Regions from separate parts of the Triticum aestivum genome. Here region 2 is linked to region 1. A link is a contact called in public Hi-C data. All regions are on one chromosome and are shown on one strand. Each heading gives the region's core, a stretch centred on a gene start, on an enhancer-like site or on the middle of the called end of the contact. The rest is flanking DNA. Distances are from core to core; before and after follow the strand shown.

What was found. A called contact is a pair of places that touch in the nucleus more often than the background predicts.
Region 2: a Hi-C map of leaf shows a contact between it and region 1, with 4 times the contacts expected there. The contact joins the promoter of LOC123180927 here to the promoter of LOC123180924 in region 1. A contact is called at or near these places in 3 of 5 Hi-C or Micro-C datasets (all in leaf).

What each region holds. Positions count from the first base shown.
Region 1 is chr1D:193,566,769-193,571,030 of IWGSC CS RefSeq v2.1, reverse strand. It overlaps LOC123180924 (DNA polymerase epsilon catalytic subunit A), which reads left to right and starts at 2,230. Exons shown (of 49, transcript XM_044593110.1): 1 at 2,230-2,632; 2 at 3,290-3,355; 3 at 3,457-3,516; 4 at 3,781-3,876. The coding sequence starts at 2,420. It overlaps LOC123180925, which reads right to left and starts at 2,036. Exons shown (of 3, transcript XM_044593112.1): 1 at 1,792-2,036.
Region 2 is chr1D:194,277,758-194,282,308 of IWGSC CS RefSeq v2.1, reverse strand. It overlaps LOC123180927 (RNA-binding protein 39), which reads left to right and starts at 3,199. Exons shown (of 13, transcript XM_044593114.1): 1 at 3,199-3,927. The coding sequence starts at 3,326.

The sequences.
Region 1 (4,262 bases), core at 981-3,480:
ATTGGTCCGATTCTCGTCGGCGCCGAACGGTCTCTCCTACCGGCTAGGCTTCATACCACATCCACCGACGGGATATGTTTATCCACATGCTCCACCTCCGCAGCTGGTAAGTACCTCCAGCCTTCATCGACGGTTAGTTTTTTATGCTTTGATTCGTTTCGAATAAATCAGACGCATTCAGAATCCAATCGATTACATTTGATTTGATTTGCTTAGATTCATTTCGGATCCATGCTTCGCTGTGTATATGCTTGCTTCAGTGCTATGTTTCTAGCAAGTATGCTGGCTAGAATAGGATGTACTATGATCCATACATGATTACATGCAATGGTTGCTATGAATAGCAAGTTTGCTGCATGCATGTTATGATTCGTGCAAGGTTATAATGAATAACAAGTTTGACTAGAATGTTTGCTAGTACCGTGTATGTGATTTGAGTAGGACAAATTTGGTTTCTAGTCGTGAAGCTGTCGGCGAACAAGACTGGTGACTACTGGATGTGGGTGGAGAGGAATCGAGACCAGATCGTGCTCGGTGGAGTGGGACTACTTCTACCGTAAGCACAAGATCATCCCCGGCGACCTCCTCGTGTTCAAGCTCTCCAACCTCGAGTCCACAATGTAGATCTACGACGACAAGACCACCATTGCCAGATACAGATGCAAGAAGTTCGTCTACCAAGCCCCCTTTATCATCGGCCACTAAATTCCTGTTGTGCGTCTAGTTGTGTAAACATGTTAGCTATTAAATTGTCGATCGTTGGTGTTTAAACTTGTATATTTTGATCAGGAACAACACCCCGAGTTTGTGCAGGGGCATGGGATGCCCTTGTTGGCTTTAAAACTCCTCCTATTAAGTTAACATCGTGATTAGTGATGTTAGTACTGATCCTGCTGTGTGCTTGCTGCTTATTTCTGAATTTGCTGCTTACGTCTGCACTTTTATTGTTGTGTTATGTGCTGCTATGTATTGTGATGGTAAGTCCATCACATTTGAAAGGTGTGAGCACATCAGCAGATGTGCACACAATCAAACAGCTATGATTTACATGTGCTCACCGTTAAAACACGTATGCAAGCAACCAAACGTCAGATATTCAAATGCTCAATGGACCAGAGCATGCATACCCTCGATCAGCCTCTACCGAGTCTCAAATGCAAAGTTCTCTAAATTCATGCGATTAACCAAACCCTTCTTTAAGATTCATGCTACGCAGGTTAAACAGTAAACACAAACACCCAAACTTGACAAATTTGTACAAGAAACAATTAAGACAAGAGCTGCAGAACACTAGGTTCTGCACAAACTGATGAAACACAAATCTATATGCGACGGGCCAGGAATTTTAAGCACAATCACATAGCTGAGATAAGTTCCAAAAATAAGCATTAATTAAATCACAACGGAAATTAGTAAATAAATAAGAAGCAACAACGCAGATCTTCATTTGCCAAAACAAACCACCGCACATAATTCAGTTATTGCAACCGACGAGCCAACGAAACATTGGCGCAATTCGGCAGTTCAGATCCAGCATTACCACCACCACTACTACTTGCAGATAACCAAAGTCGACAGTCAACAACTAAACCAACAGTAACTTGCTACTAGAAACAAGCAACACAATCTAAGAGGAGGTGAACTTGGTGACGACCTTGATGCCCTCGGAGACGACGTGCTTGGCGAACTCTCCGGGGAGGACAAGGTGGCAGCCATGGCCGGGCGGATGGAAGAAACCTAGACGACGAGCGGAAAGGAAGGGAGGCGAGGTGAGCGAAGGCGAGGACTTACAGCCTGGAAGAAATCGGCGTCAAGGCGTTGGGCGGAGGAGGTACGCCAGCGTCGAGGCGTCAGGCGGTGGCGTCTTGAGGAGGAGTCGGACGGCGGCGTGTTGAGCTGGCGGCGGCAGCATGTCTCCTCCAAATCCTCGAGCCCCCCCTCGAGGGCTGAGAACCGCATGGAAAGGAGGGGATCGGAAGGGGTTCGGACGGGTTGGGCCTTGGAAACCCCGCGTGCCAAATGGTGTCTCGGGCTTTTGCGAGGTTTGTGGGCCACGCGAGAAAGATCCGCTGAAAACCCCCTCGATCCACCTCTACCAAACGAGGCCTCAAGGGAAGACCGGAAGAGGTTGCACGTGCAATGGTGGGAAGCGGGAAAACGGAAAAGGAGCGCGCCAAAAACCAAAACGGCAGCGCGGCCAAATACGCGCCTCCTCCAAAAAAAAGAAGGAAAAAAGAAAACTCACGTCGCAAACCCCATCGCGCGGTTCGCTCCAATCCCCGCCCCCCCGCCGCCACAGCGCCTCTCGCCGTTCGCTGGCGCCCCTGGTCCAGCCCGTTCCCTCCGCCACTCAAGAAGCTCCATCCCGGCCGGCGACCCCCCCCCCCCCCCCTCTCCAGCTTTCTGAGGGCAGCCGAGCATGAGCGGTGGTGATGGCCGGCGACGGAGACCGTCGGCCGGAGGAGGTGGAGGTGGCGGCGGCAGCAGCTGGGGCGGTCGGAGGTCTGGATCTTCGGCGGCTAAGGAGCAGCGGATACGTCTGGGCGCGGAGGAGCTCCTCGAGGGCCGGCTTGGCTTCGCGCCCTACACCCAAGGCGACCGCCGGCTTGGCTGGCTCCTCACCTTCTCCCCCGTGAGTTCCCTCTCGATCTCGCTGCTCTAGCTTCTATTTCGTGTCGACTGTATTGTGGAATTAGCAGCTGAATTCTGCAGAGGCTGTGAAATGCTTCTCATTTCAAGCGCAATCGCTTGTGAAATTGACAGATCAGTAGGGTGTGTAGACCACCCAGAGCGTGAAATCGCGGAAGGAATTGTTCGCTTCCATTATCTAAATTTCTGTACCTCAAATCCATAGCGTTGGGTGGTGAGTCTGCTGCTATTGTCGGTATAGTGAAATGCTGTCTCTGACTGCAACTTAAAGTAACAACGAAATTACTTGAAGCTGCAGAATCTCCATGGTTCCACAAGAATGAGCAACTTTTTTCCAACAGCAAAAATTTGTGCATTATACAAGGGAATTAACTGATACAATCTCTTAAAAGCACGGATAATGCTGCTGCAATATAGAGTAGGACCTGACCTGGGAGAACGCCGAAAATGTCCATCCATCTTGAATAAAATGATTTGCCTAATACAGGTCCATCTATATTGTGAACGAATCAAACACATGGTAGAACCAACTCGGAGATGCTTAGTTGAAGGTCAAGAGCCATTGGCTTAGCCGATTTGCTAAATCTAATGAATGAGTGGCTTTCTTATGTGATCTCTTACACTGCAATAACACCTGCAGTCATCATGGGAGGACGAGGATACAGGGAAAATCTACAGCTGTGTTGACCTGTACTTTGTGTCCCAGGTAAACAAAATGCAACTAAAGTAACACTGTTTGACCATCTTGCAAAAAAAAAAACAGCACTGTTTGACTTGCCATGTCTAATTGTTTATGCTTTCTTGCAGGATGGTTCTACATTTAAAGTGAAGTACAAATTCCCGCCTTATTTTTATGCTGCAACTAAGGTGAGCTTAAGGTTTTCTGAGGGTTCTCTTATCCCATCAAAGTATTTATATACTCCCTCCGTCCCAAAATTCTTGTCTTAGATTTGTCTAGATACGGATGTATCGAGTCACGTTTTAGTATTAGATACATCCGTATCTAGACTAATCTAAGTCAAGCATTTTGGGACGGAGGGAGTAGATGTAACACTCACAACTTCTCTGTGAACTTTCCTGGCGAGTCTGTTTCTTGACTGATATTCTATTTTTGTGAATTGAAATGTTCAGGAGAAGACGGAGTTGGAAGTTGAGGCGTATCTCAGGCGACGTTATGAAGGGGAAATTGCTGATATAGAAATAATTGAAAAAGAGGATCTGGATCTTGTACGTGCCTTAATGTGCATGCTTAATTCAGCATATCATTTCGTATGCATCAGAAAACGAACCAGCCTCTCTGCATTGCACTTTGCAGGGGCAAGACTAGGTTCCTATAATCCCTCCCCAGACCCCACCTTGTGTGGGAGCTTCTATGCACTGGGTCTGTCCTTTTTTTAGCAAATGCGATCATTGTGATGAGTTTGATTCTATCTTCAGATTCCATTTTTTTTAGGGCTGATGTTCAGATTTCATTGCGGTCCTTTTTTCTTACCTTTGTTGCTTGTTACAGTAGAGTGACGTTCACACGCTAAGTGCTATGTAGTTTTACTTAAATTGAACCAACGGACAAGCTAGTTGCAATATGTTAAGTTTACCTGTTATTGTTTTGTACT
Region 2 (4,551 bases), core at 1,950-4,449, 710 kb before region 1:
ACTCAGAAAGATCAATTATATGACCCGACGTCTATAACAATCATGACCCGGTATGATCAATTTCTATAACTTGGCAATTTTTCGGCGAATTGCAACTCGACAAGCTCTACATCCTCAAGTCGTTTGAAAATCAGATGAATATCTTGAGTCCAATATTTTTGTCAAGCCAGAGCATTGGAAGCCGATTCAAATGGATTATTTTTCCAACATTTTTCTGCAAGAAGCCAATGTCAGCAAATTGACTTTGAAGCTGGCCTACTGCTATAACAAAGAGACCCGACTATAACAAAGAGACCCGGACCTTACGAGGGATTCCCATGAATATAACGAAGAGACGGGATATGGAATAAACTCAAGAATTGCGCGACCCGGCAAACATTGACTCGGTCAAGTGTTTTCACAGAGAAATGACAAGGACTTAAGAATGAACAGATGCCGACTCAGAAGAACCTTCGACCCAGCGCACAACCTATCAAATTTGTTCTTGTTTTTATTTTTCAGGATAAGTTTAACATGGATAAATCCAAATTAAACAGGGGGCTAATGTCGGGGATATACCCCGCGGTATAACCCGACCTGAAGTATGACTAGACCGAGACTTGGCGACTCACCGGTGACTCGGTCGAACTTGGCGACTCACTGGTGACCCGGCCGAACTTGGCGACTCAGTGGTGACCTGGTAGGCGGGTCAGACGAATGACAAGGCCCAAGGCCTAGAAGGCGGCTCGTGAGAAGACCGACTCAAGGTATAGTATCCGATGGGCCGGCTTGAGAGGAAAGGCATAAGGAATATTTCCCTTACAAGGAAAGCAAGATCTGGACTAGGAGTCCACTTGTAAATAAGAAAATAGACTAGTTCCAATCCTACGAGGACTCTACATGTAAGCCACCCCTTCAACTTGTATAAGGAGGGCCAGGGCACCCCAAGAGGGACAAGTTTGAGAGAGACAGACAAGTCTTAGACAAGATCAAAGTAGATGCTCTCGAGATAGAAGTAGCGAAACACCGCCCTTGTAACTGAGATCATCATCATCATCATCAATATCAATGAAGCAGGATGTAGGCTTTTACCTCCACCTCGAGGGGCCGAACCTGGGTAAAATATCGCGTCTCTCGATTCCGTCCAACCCCGTTCAAGCTACTACCTAGTTGCGATGGTCTCACGACGAAGTCCTCACACTAGGACATCTGCCGTGACAAAACCACGACACCAACCATCACATTGAAAATTTCCGCATCGCGTCGCATCCTCGCCTGACCGTCGCCGAAAGCCCATGGATGATCCCCGACCCTGTAGCCGCCGACGTTGCCCCAAGACTCCTTGCCATGACCGCATCACCCTCTCTCGTTGTTCCCCTCGTCGTCATGTACCCCTACTCGGCACGGTGGTTGTGCGCCCCATGACCCACTGCCACCGCCGGGAAGGGGCCACCGACGCGGAAGAAGGCCGCCGCAACCAATCAACGAGGCGGTGTGCACGAAGGATCCGGCTTCGCCCCAGACAAAGAAGACGAAGTTCGTCGCCGCCATGGCCCCGCTTCGTCTCCTACTGCGGTCGCTTCGTCGCCAACGACTGTTGCTGCTCTTTTGCACCCCCAACCACCTCTGACCATGGAGGACGAGCCGTCGATGCTCGCCACCGGCGTCTGCAACATGTTCAACAAAGTGTCGGAGAGATACGAAAATTCCCTTGTTTTCCATTTTTTTGTCATTTTGAGATGAATGTAACGATGAGGCGCATATGCACTTATATTACATTTTGTGTCTGCATTTCTAGTGTTGATGATGATACATTCTTGATCGTCACAAATATTGGGAATGAAGATTTTGTCCCTTAAGAATTTCCCGCCCAAGATATTGATACGTTGTTAATGTTTTTAGAAAATGTTCTAATTAGTCATAGTTCGTATATTGGTGTACATAATGCATTTGAAGACAATAAAACTCTTCGTGCAACTGCCCTTTTTACTTTTATATTTATCAGGACATTCATCAGAGCAATAGTGCCTTATTTTAGGACATCTATTGGAGTTAAAAGTCTTTGATGTTGTTAAAAAATGTATTGTGTAATTTAGTCCACCCATCTTGTGGTGCCCTGTTATATGACATCCATTGAAAATGCTCTAATTTTTTCTTGGTAATACGTGCCTCATTCATATCACAAAGATCATAATACAAGTCAAGTACACACTGACCTAATAAAATCAAAAGACAACAAAATGCTAGTCTTTGCACAAAGGAACATCAGTCAAAAATTCTTTTTACAATGAAGACCGAAGAATCCCCTTAATTTGACGCCATCGCCTCTGGCATGACGACAACAACCATCAAAGGTAAAAATGACGGATCATCTCCTTACCCGAGCTCGACGGGGCTGCATCGCTGATATGCGGTTTTGCGGACCTCCAAGGTGGCTCACCAAGGATGAAATTGATACCGTTGAACGAATCCGACCGGCGCAACACCCCAGACAGGCCATCCAACTCCAGGTCTGGCACCCCCGCACCACTAAGGCGCCAGAGGAGGAAACCATACATGTCATCCACTAACCATGAACCCAACACACGATCCATCATCTTTCAGATGCCGTTAATGCAGACCACAATCTGTATCCACCCCTGGACTACTTTCCAAGCTCCGCGCCGACGCTGGAGCAAATGTTGTCGCAACGATGAAGCCTGAGGCCACAGGTCCATGCCGCCGCCGCCACGCCGTCCTTGAACGGACTCATTTTTAATCCATCCCCAACAAAAGGACCCATTGCCTCGTCGGGGAAGGATCTAAAGATACTTTATACACGCTACCATCGCCGCCACCGAAGCGAACACGATGGCGACCTAGAAACCTAACTTACTAGAGCCTAAAAATGATTCACATGCGTGGATCCGACTACCCCCTCACCATCGATGACCAAAGTTGTCGGCGGAGGGGAGCCGCCAAAGGACGGCGACATAGAAGGGTCTTGTGGCGATAAGGCAAGATCGACCTTCCTTTCTTTAAGAGGAAGAAAGAAAAGCCGCAAGAAAATACTTACCTTTGTTTCTTGAAAATGCTCTAATTGCCCTTATGAAACACACATTTAGCAAATTAAAACTGACCCATTCTATTGAAATAGAAGTATAGAACCATGCCATTCCATTTCACGAACCAAACAGACCTTACAGGAGTAGCGTATACAAATTTTGATAGTGGCTTGTGAATTCGTGGCAAAGACTAGCGGCGGCCCAATCTCTAGGGTTCTTTTGTAGCTTTTGTTTCCCTCGTTCCTCTCGCGGAGTCGCCGTCTAGGGTTTCCGCTTCCTCCCCCATCCACTCCCTCACCGCCATGGACTTTGACGAGTACGACTACTTGGAGAAGGCAGTCGAGCCCTCCGTTCCTTCAACCAACGGCGGGGGTGAGAAGGACCGCAGCTCGCGCCGCCGCTCCTCCACCGCCGGCGGCGGCGGTCGCGACCAAGAGGAGCGCGGATCGAAGCGTCCTCGCTCGGGAGAAGACCGCGAGCGGCACCGCAGCGGCCGTGAGCACCGCGACCGGGAAGACGGGAAGGAGAAGGTCGACCGGGAGAAGGTTAGGGAGAAGGACGAGGGCCGCGACCGCGAGAAGGTTAGGGAGAAGGACGGGGGCCGCAGCCGCGAGAAGGTTAGGGAGAAGGATGAGAGCCGCGACCCTGAGAAGGTCAGGGAGAAGGAAGAGGGCCGGGACCGAGAGAAAGTTAGGGAGAAGGATGGCAGCCGCGACCGTGAGAAGGTTAGGGAAAAGGAGCGGGAGGGCAGGGACAAGCTAATGGAGAGGGAAAATGGGAGGGAACGGAGGAGCCGTAGCCGCTCAGAGCGCCGCCGCGGGGAGGAGGAGGAGATGGTGAGGGAGCTCCAGCGGGAGCGTGAACGCAGCGACCGCCACCGTGACTACAGAGACCGTGATTTCAGGTACAAACTTGTGAATTCCCCTAGAACTATCGCTCTTGGAATGTCGAGGTTAATTTTCTAGGCAGAAATGCTTTGGCTCTGTTTGGAACACAGCAAATTTTCCGAGATCACCGTAGGATTTAAATGGTGTGCTGTGAAATTCCTCTGACATACTCTGATTTTTTTGTTCCAGACAATGAGCGTATTTTATCCATGTGAGATTTTTTTTACTCATATTTGTTTGTGTTAGATAAAAGATTATGTGGTGTAATGAGCGGAGATGATTCAGTGCTCTTGATTTGTCTTTTTCTTCTTCTGCAGAAGCCTAGTAGTTTATGCTAACTCTGTTATACATACAGATGGAACATAGTAACCTTACAGTGCACAAATCTCCAGTGATTCTGTAGCTGCTAAATGTTTCCTGTAGTGTACACTTCTTATCCTCTAGGTTTGTTAGGTTTAAATATTGAACATTAATATGGGACTCACAGATACAAAGTGCTAGAGCTTTCTTCAGATGGTTTCAGCAATGAGTCTGACTCGTGATATCAGGTCATGAATTTGTAACATTTTTCTTGTGAAATATTGACAACTTGGAATGGGCTGCTAATGCCTTGGGCTCTCTAAGATAGTTAAATATTTTTC